Regions from separate parts of the Mus musculus genome. Here regions 2, 3 and 4 are each linked to region 1. The links are chromatin contacts, called in public HiChIP or PLAC-seq, Micro-C and promoter capture Hi-C maps. All regions are on one chromosome and are shown on one strand. Each heading gives the region's core, a stretch centred on a gene start, on an enhancer-like site or on the middle of the called end of the contact. The rest is flanking DNA. Distances are from core to core; before and after follow the strand shown.

Region 1 (4,159 bases), core at 1,107-3,606:
AATGAGATCTGACTCCCTCTTCTGGAGTGTCTGAAGACAGCTACAGTGTACTTATAATAAATAAATAAATCTTTAAAAAAAAAAAAAAAGAAAGAAATTAGCAAAGCTATTGCCCATATGGGCCAGGCACAAGAGGAGTCAATGTATACATGTGTATTAACAACTGAACAGTGTGTGCAAATACTAGCAACTCTGGCTTCCTCCGCTGCATGTGTACAGCCTGAAACTGATCACTTACATAGACTGCCTACTGGACTAGCCAGCCCCTCCCCCTGCGCTCGGCTGATAAATAGGCTGGTGGAACTCATTCTTTCCCCAAGTCAGGCTCTAGTGGAATCTTCCATTGTTGTCATGCTGTACACAGAAACAGTAAATATTTGTTTGGGTCTCCCAGGGAAAGCATTCTTGTGACAGCGGCAGCGTGTCTGTTCTCTCAGATCATGTCCACCCTTCACCATCTTGTTCAGGTTCTCCCCTCCTCCCTTCCCTCCATGCACAGGCTGTGGGAAGCAGAGCTCAGGATCCAAAGACTTTCCATTTTGCACTGTGATGTGTGACTTAGTCATCTGCCAAATGAGAGACCACACCCAAGTTTCTTTCCCTATTATAAATCTGACCCATGTCTAACTCAAGCCTTGTGTTATTCTAGTGCCAGGGAGGGATTCTATTATATTCTTAGCCTATTTGTTTATTTATTTTTATTTTTTTATTCTTTGTTTGTTGAGGCAGGGTTTCTCTGTGTAGCTTTGGCCATTCTGGAACTCTCTCTTTAGACCAGGCTGGCTTCAAACTCACAGAGATCTGCCTACCTTTGCCTCTCAAGTGCTGGGATTAAAGGCTTTTGCCACCACCTTATCTATTTTTTAAGAAGGATCTATGTATCCTTAACTGGTGTCAAACTCACAAAGATCCATCTGCCTCTGCATTTCCAGTGCTAGGATTGAAGGTGTAGTGCCTGGCTCTCAGCTCCCTTTAAATTCAAAATTCAAGGCAGGCAGATGGATCTCTGAGGATCTCAAAAAGAGAAAGAAAGAGAGAGAGAGAGAGAGAGAGAGAGAGAGAGAGAGAGAGAGAGAGAGAGAGAGAGAGAGGAAGAAGGAAGAATTCAAAGTAAATTATTACTTCAGTGGGTTTGCTAGATGGCCAGGCACATTGCTAACATGAAGTAGACACTGTTAGGCTGGCTGCTTTTGACCATGTCTGAGGTGGCATGCACGCATGTTTCCAGGGACCCAACAGACTCTCTGAAGCAAAGGTCAAAAGAGGCCAATGGCCACAGGGCAAGTATCTCCCAGGGCACACCCACATCAGGTGAGCCCTCCAGTTCTGCCTGCCTCCAGCACTGACCAGGGAAGTCATCTGTTGTACCACCTCTGCCTGGGTCCCCCACTGTCCTCCAGGGTACTGGCTCAGTGCATTCTTCTCCCCACATCCCACACAAGATTAGTAGTTTCCAGTGGTTTTGGGACTTGATATGGACTGTCTGAACAGTGAAGAGAGGCCAGGATATCATGCTCTCAATGCCAAGTGGCCCCCCAGCTGCCACAGACCTCTCTGCCAGTTCTTTGCTACAATCTGCTGGCAGACATGAGGCCTGGCCCAGAGTGATAGGGACCGGGGACAAGGAACTTCTGCCAAGAATGGAGCAAACATAACTCCCTAGCTCTCTGATTGAGACACCACTCTGCCTGGACCCATCCTTTTGTATTGCATCTGAGATCGAAACACTCGCAGCATATGCAGTACCAGTCCCCTGAAACTGCCCTAGTTCTTATGGCCTAGAGGGTTCAGGATGCAGTCCTTAATGAGGGGCTTTCTTCAGAACCCCTGCCTGGGCCACTCAAATCTTTCTTTTTGTCCTCAGACACTAGTCAAGTGACTGTAGACCTGCCTTAGAAAGCCTAAGGAATTCCCATGCCTTTCAGAGTTAAAGGAATGTGTGTGTCCCAAACACCTCTTGGGCCATTGGTTCAAATGTAAACTCATGACTGCGTTTCAGCAGGCAGACTTCTGCTCCTGCAATTCGGTCATTACTACTGCACAGAGCTTGGCCTGAGGACAGCCGAGCGGAGGCTTCCTTGGACAGTTCCGCGCACGCCGCCGGGGTCCTCAGCGCCCCCTGGCGGTCGCCCTCGCAGTGGCCAGGCCGCAGCTGATCAAGGGCTTTCTAGCGCCTTCAAAGAAGCTTTCCGTAGCCATGAGCCCTCCAGGGCGCCCCCGCAGCCGAGGGGATCGGCTGGTCAGAAGCGTGTACGTCCTCGGGAAGTCGAGGACCACGCCGGGACCACAGGCCCATGGCTGAACTACAAACCCCAGAGTTCAGCGCGCCGCTGCTGCCCGCGCGAGGCAGTGACGCAACTGGGGCAGATAGTGGGAGGAGGACGTGGTGCCCTGGGGTAATGACGCGCTCAGCTGGCGGCAGAAGGGTGACCAGAGGTCAAAGTCTGCAAATCTAGGTTCCCTTCCTGAAGCGGGCTTGCTAAATTTCCTGTTGGGTAACTTTGAATTCTTGGTCTGTTTAGCTTTAGCTGTGGCTAAACACTGTTTCTCCTCAGCCTTGAGACCGGGGGCTGCCACTCTCGCTTTGCCCAGAGCGGCCAGGCTCTCTCTCTGTGTATCTGTGGCTGACTTGAATTCCTGATTCTCTTGCCTCCGCCTCCCGAGGGTTGGGATTTCAGGTACGTGCCACCACGTCTTTCTTTTTGAAATGATTTCGGTTATCTCGGTAGATCCCTTTGGGTAAGGTTTGCCCCGCTCACTCTGTCCCAGCCGATGTGAATCGGTTGCAGATGCGGCATTTTAGAGGTATTTTCTTGAGTGTTTCCTAAAACAAAGACATGTTCCTGCATTCAAAACCAAGTGTCACTGATGAAGACTCCCCTCTCACACTCCATACTAAAAGTTGTCTCAATGGAGCCCGGTATGGAGGCTGGGTTATTTTGTTCCGGGAGCAGACTTGGCATTCAGCTGTGGTCTCTGATTTTTTTTTTTTTAGTTCTCAGTTTTTCCTGCACTCGCATGACCCGTATGCATTTGGAGATTCCCTGACAGTTTTGCAGAAGTAGGTTTAGCGACATAGGAGATATGTCCAGCTATGGATGGCCCTTGTTCTGTGATGCAGAGCAGGCACTAGATTATTCAGAGGCTAGGCAGATCTAGATGGTGATCGCTGTCTAGCCACACAATCTCTGGACACACTCCCAGGCCACACCCCTCATTAGGGTGCCTCCTTAGCAGGGGATTCACTTTCACCATCTAGGTCTCTGGCTTTCCTGGAGCACCCACCCTGGAGCTATGGTCCACGCTTTCCTCATCCACACTCTGAGGGCCCCGAATTTGGAAGATACAGGCCTTTGCCGAGTGCTCTATTCCTGTGTCTTTGGTGCTGAGAAATCACCCGATGATCCACGGTCACATGGTGCAGAAAGGGACAGGCTCTTCCGCAAGGAACAGATTTTGGCAGTGGCCAGGTAATCACACAGCCCAGCTCCAAGCTTCATTGAACACAGAGGTAGTAATAAGGGACACTGGAATAGGACAGGCAAACAGGAAGACCAAAAATCTGAATGTTTCCCCCAGTTGTCCTCCATTGTTTATAAAGTATCACTATGAAGAGGAGCTAAAGAAAGAATGTTATTATCATGGTAGTTAGTATTTACTGCACTGGGAATATGTTCTGGGAATTGTATGTATGTGTGTGTGTGTGTATATATATATATATATATATATATATATATATATATATATAGTTTGTTTTTTTAAAATCTTTACGGTCTTCTGAGGTGGCCATGGTTACCATTTTCACTTTACAGAAGAGTAAACTAAAATACAGTGTTTAAGGCACTTAACCCACCCAAGGTTATGCAACTGAAGAGTAGCGTAATTGAGATTAGAGTATAGGCAGGTAGACACCTGTACAGATGAAATGTGCTTTACAATGGAGATTATAGGCATACATTAGGACACCTGGGTAAACAAGTGGCTTTAAAGCCAGTCTGTGAATGGCCCAATCTAGAAGATGGTTGAGGAAGCAGCAGAGGTGGCCTTGGCAGTCGCATGGAAGGCACCTGTGACTTGGAGAGGGATGGATGGTTGAGAGGTTGGATGGCCCCTGTCAGAGGACTTTGTTCTCACCCCTTACTCGCCTCTGTTGAGAAGG
Region 2 (4,169 bases), core at 1,633-4,132, 580 kb before region 1:
ACTACATAGCTGAATGAAAAAAAGACAATGAAGACCAACAGTTCCTAGGTATAATTGAGGAGTTTATTGTAAGTATGAGGGAGACAACAGCCAGGGCATCTGGAAGAGTCCAGAATGAACATGGTCAACAAACTAAACTGGGCCATGTGGAGAGGATAGCCAGAAGCCAAGAAGTTAGGAGAGCAGGAACCAAGAGGCAAAAGGATAAAAGGGCTGGTAGCCAAAATGGCTGAGATTATGTAGAAATCAGAGAAGGCAGAAGAAGGGAAGCTCAGCCTATGCGCTAGAGAGTTTAGGATAGGAGGGGAAGCCTGCCAGTCAGGAAAACTCTGTAACAGGTACTGGGAGATGCTGGGAGACCGTGACGGCCATTTCCACTTTGATAGGTTAGATAGGCACTTCACTTAGTCATTTGTCCAGGGTTGGAGAACTTAACACTAGCCATAGAGGCAGGCCTTGCACTGTGTGCTAAGGTTAGACATGTCACCTAGCCCACCCTCCACTCTAGAAAATGCAAGCAGGTGGAGAGAAATGTAAATACCCACAGTCACGAGAGAATTCCAGTCACATACACCCAAATTTGTAAGATTTTAAAGTAAGAAACTCCAGAATTCCCTTTGTTAGAGGGGTAGGGAGAGTACCGGGTCTTACTCACAGCCCTGTCTGGTCTCAAACTCACAGAGCAGTGCCTCCTTTATCTCCTGAATGCTGCCATTAAAAATGTGCACCATGGTACTGGAGAGATGGTTCAGCAGATAAGAGCATTGACTGCTCTTCCAGAGGTCCTGAGTTCAATTCCCAGCAACCACATGGTGACTCCCAGCCATCTGTAGTGGGATCCGATGCCCTCTTCTGGTGTGTCTGAGGACAGCTACACATATACTCATATACATAAAATAAATAAATCTTTAAAAAAAAAAAAAAAAAAAGGCACCACCAGCCAAGCAAGGCCTCGCATGCCTTTAGTCCAGTACTCGAGAGGGAGAGGCAGTGAGATCTCATGAGTTCGAGTCCAGGACAGCCAGTGCTGGTTACAGTGAGAAACCTTGTCTTGTGGTGGCACTGGGGAGGGGAGGGGGGGAGGGGAGTGCACTACCATGGCTGGCCAGAATTCTTTTATATGAAAGGAGTCTTATGAAGCCTGGTGGTGGGAGTGGTGACAGAGCTAGTTTTTAATCCCAGCACTTGGGAGGCAGAGGTAGGTAGATGTCTGTGAGTTCAAGGCCAGTCTTATCTACAGGACAAATTCCAGGACAGCTAGCGCTATACAGAGAAACCCTGACTTGAAAAAAAAAAAAAAACAAAAAACAAAGAAAAAGAAAAGATGACTTACTGGCTGGAGAGATTGCTCAGTGTTTAAGAGTACTGGCTGCTCTTCCAGAGGATTGGGGTTTGATTTCCAGCGCTCACACTGTGGCTCACAATCAACCTTAATTCAAGTCCCAGGAGATCCAACGCCCTCTTCTGGCCTCCTCCAGCACTGCATACAAATGGTGCAGACATGCATAAATGGAAGTCACCCATACACATATAATAAAAAAATATAAATTGACCTATTTACATGATAAATGCCAAGACTCCGTTGGGGACCAAATAGATAAATAAATAAATAAATAAATAAATAGATAGATAGATAGATAGATAAATGAGAAAGACACACAGGCACATCAGTCCGGCACAACTCTCAGCTGTATGAAATAGTAGTCTTCAGATTTTATTTTGGTCTACCAAGCAGGACTAAATTCCCTAGGGCTAGCCTTCGGCAACTGAGGACAGTAAGCCTTAGAACCTAGTTCTAGAAAGGCAATGTTCTAAGCCGGGCACTGTTCTACGCCTTTAATCCCAGCACTCGGGAGGCAGAGGCAGGCGGATTTTCTGAGTTCGAGGCCAGCCTGGTCTACAAAGTGAGTTCCAGGACAGCCAGGGATATACAGAGAAGCCCTGTTTCGAAAAAACAAAAAACAAACAAACAAACAAAAAACAAAGGCACTGTTCTGGGTCCTCAGTGTGGGCAAAGTGCAGAAAACATGAGCACAAAATACCAGTTCCCTCTGACGTTGGAGTATCTATATATGAGCGTCACAGGATGAAGCAATGCCCAGATGCCTACACCAAGTGAGCAATGTAGCCTCTGAGAAGAGGCGTGAATCTATCGACTATAAAGGCTCCTGTCCAGAGTTCCCGAGTTAGAGCAAAAAGATCTTAACAGAAAAGGAGCAATTACTTCCTATCCCCGGGGGGAGAAAGAGAAGGGAGAACCACTCCTGGCCCGAGTTGGGTTTGTACAACCAGAAACTGCTTAAAATGAAGAAAGGATATTTGTCCTATTGCCTCACCCCGTCCTAAGCCCTACATCAAACGCTGCTCAAAGTGCTGGCGAAAAGCTGATCAGAAACGCCGACTCGCAGGCGCCGACCGAGACCCTAGGCTAAGTCACTTTGCTAGGGCTTCACGTGCACACTGGAACGGAGAGACCAGGGAGACTGCTATCACAACAGCCCCGTGAGAGACGCAGACTCGATCTCCACCTCGCAGGGGGCTAAAAGCGCCGTCCGGACCCACTCTCACAGCAGTCCGCCGTGATAAGGTGACCCTAGAGGGTGATGCTGAGAGGTGCTCCGGGGCGGCACGAGGACAGCCCGCGGGGAAGCGCAGCAGGCCCGGGAGAACCGGGATGGCGGAGCGCGCGGCCCGGACCCGGCGAGGCCAGAGTGCAGGCAGCAAGTCGAGCCACCTCGTCCTCCCCGGCCGCCCACTCACCTGAAGCCCGCGAAGGCAGCTCCCTAACTCCAGTCCCGGGCCGCCCCGGGTAAGTCAATGCACAGACTCCTGCATCAACCGCTCCACAACCCACTTCCGGCCAGCGGCCCTCACCTTCCGCTTACGTTGGTACCGGAGCCGCTGAGGTTCAAAAAACCGTAGTCGAAGTTTTCCATGACCATTTTCTAGTTTCTGACCTTAGAACATGGAGAGGGAAAAATATTATCCTGGATGGGTCGCTTTGAAAGTAATTGAGCAGAAGTAATTGGCACAGGTTCTGGGTTTTATGACTTTGAAGAAGTCACACAAACTTTTCAAGCCTAGTTTGTCATCTATACAAAGAGAATCATGATGCATTTCTAATAGTGAAAATGCTTTCAGAAGAGGAACTAGCAATGGATAGATGAAAATGTATGCAAGGATCCCGGCATAGGGATGCACGTCTTTAATCCCAGAACTAAAGAGGCAGAGGCAGGTGAATCTTTATGAATTCGAAGCCAGCCTGATCAAAATAGTTCCAGGACAACCATAGCTATATAAAGAGACCGGGAAGGGAAGGGAAGGGGGAAGGGGGAAGGGGGAAGGGGGAAGGGGGAAGGGGAAAAAAAGGGAAAAGGGGGGAAAAGGGGGGGAAGGGGGGAAAGGGGGGAAAGGGGGGAAAGGGGGGAAAAAGGGAAAAAAAGGGAAAAAAGGGAAAAAAGGGAAAAAAAGGGAAAAAGGGAAAAAAGGGAAAAAGGGAAAAAAAGGGAAAAGGGAAAAGGGAAGGGAAGGGAAGGGAAGGGAAGGGAAGGGAAGGGAAGGGAAGGGAAGGGAAGGGAAGGGAAGGGAAGGGAAGGGAAGGGAAGGGAAGGGAAAAGTGGAGCTGGAACTGAAGGTGGGTAGGTCAGGATGGTCTACCTCCCTTAGGAGGGCCTCACACGTGGCTGGTTTGGCTATCAAGGTAAGAAAGATTCTCCCAAGTCCTATGTAACAGAAGTGCCTGTCCCAGGCCTGTCGGTGTCTATTCAGTCTTCAGCCTTGTCAGTGCCATCTATTTGAGACGCTGTGAAGGAAAACTGAGAGAGATACCATACTTTCTCCAAGGCACTGGTGGGGAAACAGGCTATATAAGAGGTTGTGACAAAGAGATTTGAGACCAGCATCCCAGCTTCTGGGTTCTATGTAAGGCAGCCTGCCTGGCTGTGAACATTTGAACATCTGTGCCTTCCAGACCATTGGTAACATGGCCCTCACTGACTGGGGACTTCTTACCTGATTACAACCTGCTCATGAACCCAGAGTGAAAAATCCCACCCCCAGGGGACAAACTTTGATTGCTCCTGGGCAGCCATGACAATCTAGTTTCTCTTTGCAAAATGCTGTTTCCTAGTCTCCTATGAAGTGGGAGGAGCTTATAGCCCACCTCTAGT
Region 3 (4,347 bases), core at 1,743-4,242, 550 kb before region 1:
ATGGCCTATCCTGTAGGATGGAGACATTTGGGAGCAAGGTTAGATACTAATGGGCCAGGCAACAGGGTCCAGGGTCAATCTTACCTTCTGTTCTTCCTTCAGGCGAAGCCGTTCCTCTTCCTTCTTCCATTCGGCCTCACGTTGGGACTCTAGGCGTTTCCGTTCTTCACGTTCAGCCTCCTCTGCCTAGAGAGAGATTTCTATAGCACATTTCCTCTTCCTCTAGCTAGTTTTCTCACCCCCCACAGAGGCCAAAGAAAGCCACTGCCTGGGCCAGGACAAGGGCTAAGACTGCAGGCCACAAAGCCAGGGAGACAGCAAACACCAGCAGAGCGTAAAAGGAACCCCAAGGGCAGTCTGTCATGGGAACTAGAGATTGGTTCTTTTCCTACCCCTTGGAGCTATTCCCCAACCTCTTGCTTGCCTCTCGCTGAGCCTTTCGAGCCTGTTTTTCCTCTAGCTTCCGTAGTTTCTTGGCTCCAATTTTCCCTGTTGGGTGAACTTCTGCTGGCTTCTCAATGCCTTCTTCCTCCTGGGCTGAGTATGATCAGACAAAGACAATCTGAGTCCTAGACAGAGAAGACTCACCCCCGCCCCTTGTGACTTTCTTTAAGGGATAGGGTAGGGGTGGTTTCTACCTACCTCTGCTTTCCAGAAGCATCTACCATATATGTGCATACACATACCAGTGTAAGAACAAACACATTATGTACTTGGGGGGTGGTGGTGGTGGTGGAAGGCCACACACAGGGACAAAGGAGACTTAGATACTGCACAGCTGTAAGATGTCAATACCTGAATGTTTGAGACTCATATGTACCTGCAGAAGTCCCTAATTTCTGTCTCTGTGCCAAACCTCCAAGGAAGTTTATTCCTGCATAAATCCAACGTCCTGTATGTTCTAGTCAGGAACTGATGAGTGTCTCAGACTCCTTCAACCTTACCTACAACCTCCCAAAGGAGCTTTATCTTTAAAATAAAGGATGCTTTATCGTAACAGAGCCAGACAGAAAAAAATAACCCTAACCTCAGGACTACTCCAGGGCCAGCTGAAAATAACTGATACGCTGATGCCTGGGCCTCAGAGTATAGGACCCAAATCTGAGACAGGACGGACGGTGAAGAGAGGGTCTCTTTGTTGCGGCTGGGTGCTGCTTTTGAAACGGCTATATAAGCATGGCTGGCCTGAAACTTCCCATGCTCCTGCCTCTGTTTTCTGAGTGCAGGAGTTATAAGCATGCACACATACCCACTGAAGGTCTCTTTTTAAGACAAAGGGGCTAATAATCCCAAGGAGTCAAAGCCAAAGCCCAATTTCCCCTAAATTCTCTTCTTCCTACCAAGCCAGACTTCAAGTACTAGAGAAGACACATTCTTTCCCACAACCATGCGGATTTTGTAAGACTCCAAGTGTCTGCTGTGTGGATGTAAATATCAGCTGAAATGTCTCTATTTCTAAGCACTTATTCTAGGGTTACAGCTAATTGCACTGAACCAAGATGAAGGAAGTGACGCCCAATAGAACAGGGATTGAGTTAAGAAATGCTGACTTCAAGGACCAAAGCCCAGGCCCAAGACTCCAGTCCTACCACTAAATGTCCTTCCTCCACTGGCTTCATGCTCCTTGTGTGTCTCTAGCTTGGGAGACTTCCGAACGCCTTTAATCCAGCCCTCCCCCAGGCTGGGCCCTCTTACCTGGAATAACAGTTTGACCCACATTCTCATCCCCGTCTTCCCAGGCCACTCGCTGGGCTCGACGCTGGGCCTGTAGACGGCTGCCCAAGTCCCTCCGACGCCGGGGTCTGCTTCCAGTTCTCTGTTCTTCAGACTCCTGGGGCAAAGAGCGGCCTACCTGGCCTGCTCCTGCCCTCTCTTCCTCATTGTGCAGTGGTTCTCCGTCAGCTTTTGGGAGGGAGGAATCATAACACTGTCAAGCAGCCCATCTTCAAGAGAGTGAAGCACAGGATCTTGGGAGTCTCATCCCCCTGCTGAACCACCTCAGACTATTGCTGCCCACAGCACCAAGTCCCAACTTAGGTTTGTCAAGGCCTTTTTTGTACGCACACTTTGGCCTGATGCTCACTTCTCATTTCCTACCTCCTTTGATATCTTCATCTTGAACAGGCGACCTGTGAGGATACTCTCACCCTGAGGTTTACAGATCTCGCTCCATGCCCGCTGCAAGATTACATTTACTTCTTGCTATGTTATGATTTTATAGGGTACGCCAACCAGAGACTACATGTCACAGTCGAGGCTGAATCGTCCCTCCCTGGAAGACTTGTTGGCAATCAGCTTTACCTCAGCTTCTGTCTCTTCTGCCCGTGGGACACAGAGGTGCTCTGAGGTGGCTTATGGGGTCAGGCATCAGAGAGATATATAGAAACTCCTACACTTACGTGAAATGTTAGTAAGGGGGACTGTCAGGTTGTCAGTGCCAGGCCACTTCTAACCCTGGTGGAGGCGAGGCAAAGCAGCATGGGTGCCCTCTTTGGCGGGAGATGCATTCAGTTTCCTAAGGCTGCTTAGCCCTCCTACTCCTAGTAAGCGGAACACACTGGGCAGGATTAGAAAACCGGCAGCCTCTCCTATTGGTGCAGAGTAGAAAGGCAGGCTTGGTTCCTAGGTTGCATCCCCAGCTCTGGGCTCCGCGCTAATTCCGAGTGTGTCCTAAGGCGCGTGCGCAAAGCTCGGGCCAGCGCACAAGCTCCTCGTAAGCACAGGAAAGCTCGTCAGTGCATGCGCACGAGTCGAGGGCCTACCAAAGCCCAGGAACTCTGAAAAACGGATTCCTCCAGCCCTGGGACGGCGGCACCTCCTACCTGCTGCCGCCCGACCCCGGCTGCGAGTCAGGAAGAGGATCAGGCCGATGAGCAAAACTGCCGCCACCAGATACACCCAGGGCCCCACCATGACGACAGACAGCCGGGCAGCGCAGCCAGCGCGCCTGCGGGATCCGGATCGCCAGGCCCCGCCCACTACCGTCCGCCCTGCCCAGCCGCTCGCTGAGCTCCGCCCCCACCCTGGGCTTGACCTGGGCCTCAGTTAACTGAAGAGTCCCTGATGCCACATTTGCTTGCCATCCCAGTGCTCGGGAAGTGGAGACTCGGAGACCAACATTTCAAGGTCGTCTCTGGCTATATGGCAACATGGAGGTCGTCTGCATTTAATGACGCTGACTGCTCTTCCAGTGGGCCAGGGTTCAGTTCGCAGCACCCACATAGTGGCTTACAACCTTCTATTACTTCAATTCCAGGGGACCCAAAACCCTCTTCAGACCCTCTCGAGTGTCAGGCACGCAGGTTATACACAGATATGCATACCTGCGAAACACTCATACACGTCAAATAAGTGTTTAAGAAAAAAAGAAAGAAAAAGGAAGAAAATAGTGGGGCGAGTAAGTAGGGGACTAAGCTGGGGTTGTAGATTAGTAGTAGAGCACTCATGGCCAAGGCCCTTAGTTTAATTTGGAGCACTGAAAAATGCAACGTGTGTACGAATATCTTATTAATACTGCAAGTTAGGCATCCATTGTATTACTTTCTGTAAATGTGGAATGTTTTGTAATTTGTTTCTCAATGTTGATAAACCTAAGGCCTTCCAGGCGTCAGGCAAGCGCTGTTACGGTAAGCTTTATCTCTAGCACCTACGTTCTTTCCGTATATTTGGAGATTTAGATCCATGTTCGGCTGAAGGTTGAGGCTTTGCTGGAATTTTATCGCAGCTGCCCCCCACCTTTAGTTGTTTGGTTTTGTTCTGAGACAGGGTATCTGGTAGCCTAGGCTGGCCTTGGACTTGGTGTATAGTAGATGGTGACTTTAAACTGATCCTTTGCTTCTGCCTCATAAGTGCCTGGATTATATGGGAGTACAGGTGTGCACCCTGATGTCCAGACGCTCCTCCATCTTTTGAGGATGGGTTGTTTTGTTTTAGTTCTTTGAGCTCTCATTATATGGCCCTGCCTGGCCTAGAACTCAATATGTACACAAGGCTGGCCACAAACTTAGAGGGATCTGCTTGCCTCTTCCTTGGTTATAATTAAAGGCATGTGGCACCACAGACCTGCCTGGCTCCTGAATTATTATTATTTTTTTTCCGAGACAGGGTTTCTCTGTGTAGCCCTGGCTGTCCTGGAACTCACTCTGTAGACCAGGCTGACCTCGAACTCAGAAATCCACCTGCCTCTGCCTCCCAAGTGCTGGGATTAAAGGCGTGTGCCACCACACCTGGCTGGCTTCTTAACAAATGTTATTTTATATGTGATATATATATATATATATATATGTATATTAATTACCTGGCCTATATATGTAATATATATGCTTATATGTGATTATATATATATAT
Region 4 (4,038 bases), core at 893-3,392, 790 kb before region 1:
AAAGTGGAGTCTCTAAGAGGGTCTCCTAGCTGCCGGCCAGCCACTCTATCCCCTGTCCGGAAGGGTCCCGGTCACTCACCTCTGGCAGGAGGAAACCCCCAGTGACACGTTCCCCCAGAGGCATTGCCAAGTTCCACACCAGCAGACAAGAGTCTGGTAAAACCTGGTCCATTCGTACAAAGACTCGTTCCAGGTTCTCCCTGTAGCTCTCCATTGAGCAGCGGCCATATCTGTTGGGTAACACTTAGGGTGGGCAAGAGCACAGGAGTGCTGCCATACCTCCACCTCCAACCAGTATTTCCCTCTCCCCCCGCCTGAACCTGGAGAGATCCCAGAGGCAGGAGTTGATGATCACTAGGTCAGGGGCAGGTCCATATGACAGCTCCTCCAGGATGTCCTCAAGGTACTCGGAGTAAACTCGGGTGAGGAAGTAGAAGCGCACAAGGTGGTGGCCAGAGCCAGAGCAGAACTGGCGGACCTCGCGGTACTGTGTCCCGTTGTGCAGCTCTCCCAGCTGGCCCCCAGCCACCAGCTGGTCCTGTTCAAAGCTCAGCTCCCCCTGCCCACCCACCCCACCCGATGGTCAGATCCATGCCAGGTAGGTGGTCCTTTTCAGGCCAGGGTCTGCACCCACCCAACACTGGCATGGCTGCCAAGCTTCTCTCACCTTGGCTTTTAACTGGGAAGCTGTGAGCAGTGTGTCTTTCTGGAGCAGAAGCACCAGGTCCTTATACACAGCTCTTTGGACTGCAGGGAGACAGGGATCCCAAGGTTAAGGTCGGCCTCACCCCCTCCCAGAGTTTCCCAAATGAAGGCCTTTGTTTTCCAGGGATTGACTCTCCAACAGCAGCTCTATGGAGGGTTGGCTTAGAGAAGAAAAGACGAGATTTTAAAGCCCTAGCTCTGCTCTTTCCAGCTATTTCCCTCTCCTCTAGCTTATGTACAGCGACCAAAGACCAAATGGCAAAATTAAGTTGGTCCCATCCCTAGGAAAACACACAACATAGCCCACAGGTCCTTTTAAGAAAATCATGAAGGGCAACAACAAATAAAGATGCCACACTCATGGGCTAAAAAATAGTGCACAAATGATATGCCGGGGCACCCAGGGAAGGTACATAGGGAATTTAAAAAAGAAAAAAATGCAGTCTAGTGTCCTGAAACAGAGTAAGAGATGGAGAAGTCTGAAATGGAGATGTGGCGTGCAGACAAAGAAAAGGTTGAAGATACAGGGCGGTGAAATGTCATCCTAGAGTGGTCACTCACTGGAGTCCCCCAAAATGACCACGAACTTGTTGTGTAGCAGCTGCTGGACTTCTGAGGCATGGAAGTGGACCATGGCGCTTCCCAGCAGGCGGTGTGGCATCTCGTTTTCCAAACAGAAGACCATGCTGCCACTGACACCAGCTGCAGGGAGAGGCCAATAAGCTGACAGAGGGCAGGGACTCTAGGTAGGTCCGGTCTGTTCCAAGATGACCCATGCGCGCTGGCCCCTCCCTGGCTGCTCTGTGTAATGGGGAGGAAAGTGGGAGCGGCAAGGCGAATCCCAACACGGCAGCAGCCTTTATCACACTCGGAGGGAAGAAGGGTCACTTGGGCCGTAGTCTTAGACTACAGCGCTTCGCGCGCGCAGAGACGCCTTTGCCCTGCCACGTGTCAACGGCGGCCCCGCGCGTGCGCATTCGTCCGCTCGCGCCAGTTACCAAGTCTCTCGGGGGCTCCAGGGATTCACGGGCCAGTAGGGCAGGCCCAGGTGCCGTGCGACAGCGTCTCGGCAGCGATGTCCTGATCTAGAGTCAATGATCCCATGCCCCTGGAGAGCGGTGGGTTCTGCAAAGATCCCGCCCCACAGAGCCCGGGTGCCCAGGTTAGCTGTAGGTACGCAGCTCGACGCCCAGCGCTCGCCATGCGTGCGCTACGGTGGTCCAGCCAACGCCTCCAGCATCTGTGCCTCAGATGCTCATGGCTCCCACTTTCGGTCACCCGTGTCCCGCCCTATGCGATCCCCAACGCCGGAGGAGTCAGAAAGGCAGCGAGGTTGGCCGCTGTGGAGGACAGAAACCAGGGCTAGGTCCACTCGGGCCGCCGCGCCGAGGGCAGGACGATAGCTCAGCGTAGCTTGCCCACAGTTCTGATGGCCGCTAAGGCGGCCTCGTCACGTGACCCCGAAGGGCGGAAGCGGAAGTGCGGCCTGAGCTTGCGCTAGGCGGGTTTTTCCTCGGCGACTCTTGCCGCCAGCTGTACTAGACATGGACTGTTACACTGCGAACTGGAATCCACTCGGGGACTCTGCCTTTTACAGGTGAGCTGCCCGACGCCCCACCTTCCGTCCCACAGCCCAGCTTACCTTGCTTGTCTGCTGCTGGCTTGAGCCTCCCGGCAGAGCCAGCAATGCTCGCCCCGGCCACTACGCGTGCTGGCGTCCGTCCCTATGGCGGCTCGCCTGAGCGTCTGCCACTTTACGCACTTTAGGGGCAGCAATCTGGTCCTTCCTTTGCGCCAACTGAGGCAAGCTGAGAAGCCACCCCTAAACCGAGGTCTGTTGGCCTCCGGAAGGATGCTTAGATCACGTAGAGGGAGGCCGCCCCGCGGCGACAGCGAGTGCCAGTCTCCTTCCGGAAACTGCTGAAGTCGGACCACAGGGGCTCTCACAGGAAGGCGGGATCGCCACAGCGGGCGGGGTGACAGTACTGACCAAAGCTGAGAAAAGGGGATGAACCGCTTTTCAGTCTTGGGGCACTATTAATGAGGAACCCGAGGCAGTGGCAACTCACCGGGGTTGGAGTGCCCTTAGCTGTGGGTCTTTCTCAAGGCTAAAACTAGTAACGTGATTACAATGGTTACCGTCTCGTTGGCTTTATTTCTTTTTAAGATATAAAGTACAAACTGCTTGTGGAGCGCTCATCAATTGGTCAGCCTACATTTGTCACTCTCTGAGTGGTTTCCAACTTAACCTCAATCATCCTCAATCCGTGGGTGTACCAGCTTCACAGAATTAATTGCAGGACCTCATCACACCAGGCAATTCCATGGCTTTGTGTTTGCACAGTTCTATAGTCGCTTCTATGGGCATTGCTATTTTCCTCTTTATCACCCTGAAGAATGTTGCTCATCTTTCAGGACCTGCTTGGTTTTCCTACAGTAGAATCCTTTTATGCCTCACAAAGGTCCAGTTGTAGAGTCTTATCATATGTGGCACACGAGGGCAGTGTTGGTATGAGTTTCTCGTGCTAAGCTCTTGAAGGCTAAGAATACTTCTATTTCCCATGCATATTTAGGCTAGTGCCTGTTACCTAATAGTTGGTCAGCCTTTGGTGGCCCACGCCTCTTAATCCCAGCACTCTGAGATTCAGGCCACCCTGCTCTATAGCTCAGGCCAGACAGGGCCACATAGTAAGACCCTGTCTTGAAATAATAACAGAAACAAGCAAAACCTAATCATTACCCAACAAAATGGTAAAGAATGTTTTATTGATGTACCCGAAGATCACAAAGACATTGCGTTGGCGTCTTATTTCAATAGAAGACTTTGAGCCGGGCGGTGGTGGCGCACACCTTTAATCCCAGCACTTGGGAGGCAGAGGCAGGTGGATTTCTGAGTTCAAGGCCAGCCTGGTCTACAAAGCGAGTTCCAGGACAGCCAGGGCTATACAGAGAAACCCTGTCTCGAAAAAACAAACCAAAAAAACCAAAACAAAACAAAACAAAAAAACCCAGAAGACTTTGCTTCTGCTCATAGCCAAACTTTTAAATGGAATTGTGTTGTTTGCAATGTAATGCATTTTCTAGACAGAGGATGCCTTGTGGTAATTTCTAGAGCTCTGTTACATTTGTTTAGTCATGATTTCTCTTAGACACATGTACAATATGAAGCAACTGAAAATACTAATGAGCAGAGTGTGGTGTCCCATCCACAACCTCATATAACACATAGCCCTTGGCATGTGGAGGCTGGAAGACTAGGATTGCCAGTTCAGCCTTAGATGGATATATATCAGAGGCCAGCCTTGGCAAGATGAGACTCTGTCCCCAAATACA

The links. Promoter capture Hi-C pulls out the DNA fragments that hold promoters and counts their contacts. Hi-C and Micro-C count contacts between places; a contact is called where the count stands out from the background. HiChIP or PLAC-seq counts read pairs in DNA pulled down with a chosen protein or histone mark.
Region 2: an H3K4me3 HiChIP or PLAC-seq map of bone marrow-derived macrophages shows a contact between it and region 1, with 2.9 times the contacts expected there. The contact joins the promoter of Ubox5 here to the promoter of Ap5s1 in region 1. A contact is called at or near these places in 2 of 39 promoter capture datasets (erythroid cells and pre-B cells), 1 of 484 Hi-C or Micro-C datasets (embryonic stem cells) and 2 of 115 datasets of contacts at active chromatin or transcription factors (bone marrow-derived macrophages and pancreatic cancer cells).
Region 3: a Micro-C map of embryonic stem cells shows a contact between it and region 1, with 9 times the contacts expected there. The contact joins the promoter of Ddrgk1 here to the promoter of Ap5s1 in region 1. A contact is called at or near these places in 4 of 39 promoter capture datasets (the 3T3-L1 cell line, the C10 cell line, liver and 1 more), 2 of 484 Hi-C or Micro-C datasets (CD4 T cells and embryonic stem cells), 5 of 115 datasets of contacts at active chromatin or transcription factors (bone marrow-derived macrophages, extraembryonic endoderm stem cells, memory CD8 T cells and 2 more) and 1 of 9 other capture datasets (adipose tissue).
Region 4: a promoter capture Hi-C map of pre-B cells shows a contact between it and region 1, with 4 times the contacts expected there. The contact joins the promoter of Pced1a here to the promoter of Ap5s1 in region 1. A contact is called at or near these places in 1 of 39 promoter capture datasets (pre-B cells) and 1 of 115 datasets of contacts at active chromatin or transcription factors (microglia).

Annotation. Positions count from the first base shown.
Region 1 is chr2:131,208,004-131,212,162 of GRCm38.p6, forward strand. Ap5s1 (adaptor-related protein 5 complex, sigma 1 subunit) reads left to right here and starts at 2,357. Exons shown (of 3, transcript NM_001291031.1): 1 at 2,357-2,678; 2 at 3,260-3,470. The coding sequence starts at 3,295.
Region 2 is chr2:130,627,156-130,631,324 of GRCm38.p6, forward strand. Ubox5 (U box domain containing 5) reads right to left here and starts at 2,883. Exons shown (of 7, transcript NM_001255993.1): 1 at 2,761-2,883; 2 at 1,334-1,480. It overlaps Fastkd5 (FAST kinase domains 5), which reads right to left and starts at 2,847. Exons shown (of 3, transcript NM_198176.3): 1 at 2,761-2,847; 2 at 1,334-1,480.
Region 3 is chr2:130,661,653-130,665,999 of GRCm38.p6, forward strand. Ddrgk1 (DDRGK domain containing 1) reads right to left here and starts at 2,993. Exons shown (of 9, transcript NM_029832.2): 1 at 2,823-2,993; 2 at 1,696-1,902; 3 at 425-537; 4 at 85-186. The coding sequence starts at 2,913. It also overlaps a transcript of Itpa not described here.
Region 4 is chr2:130,422,146-130,426,183 of GRCm38.p6, forward strand. It overlaps Pced1a (PC-esterase domain containing 1A), which reads right to left and starts at 2,143. Exons shown (of 7, transcript NM_178762.4): 1 at 1,267-2,143; 2 at 668-747; 3 at 321-559; 4 at 80-230. The coding sequence starts at 1,390. It overlaps Vps16 (VSP16 CORVET/HOPS core subunit), which reads left to right and starts at 2,175. Exons shown (of 24, transcript NM_030559.3): 1 at 2,175-2,302. The coding sequence starts at 2,250.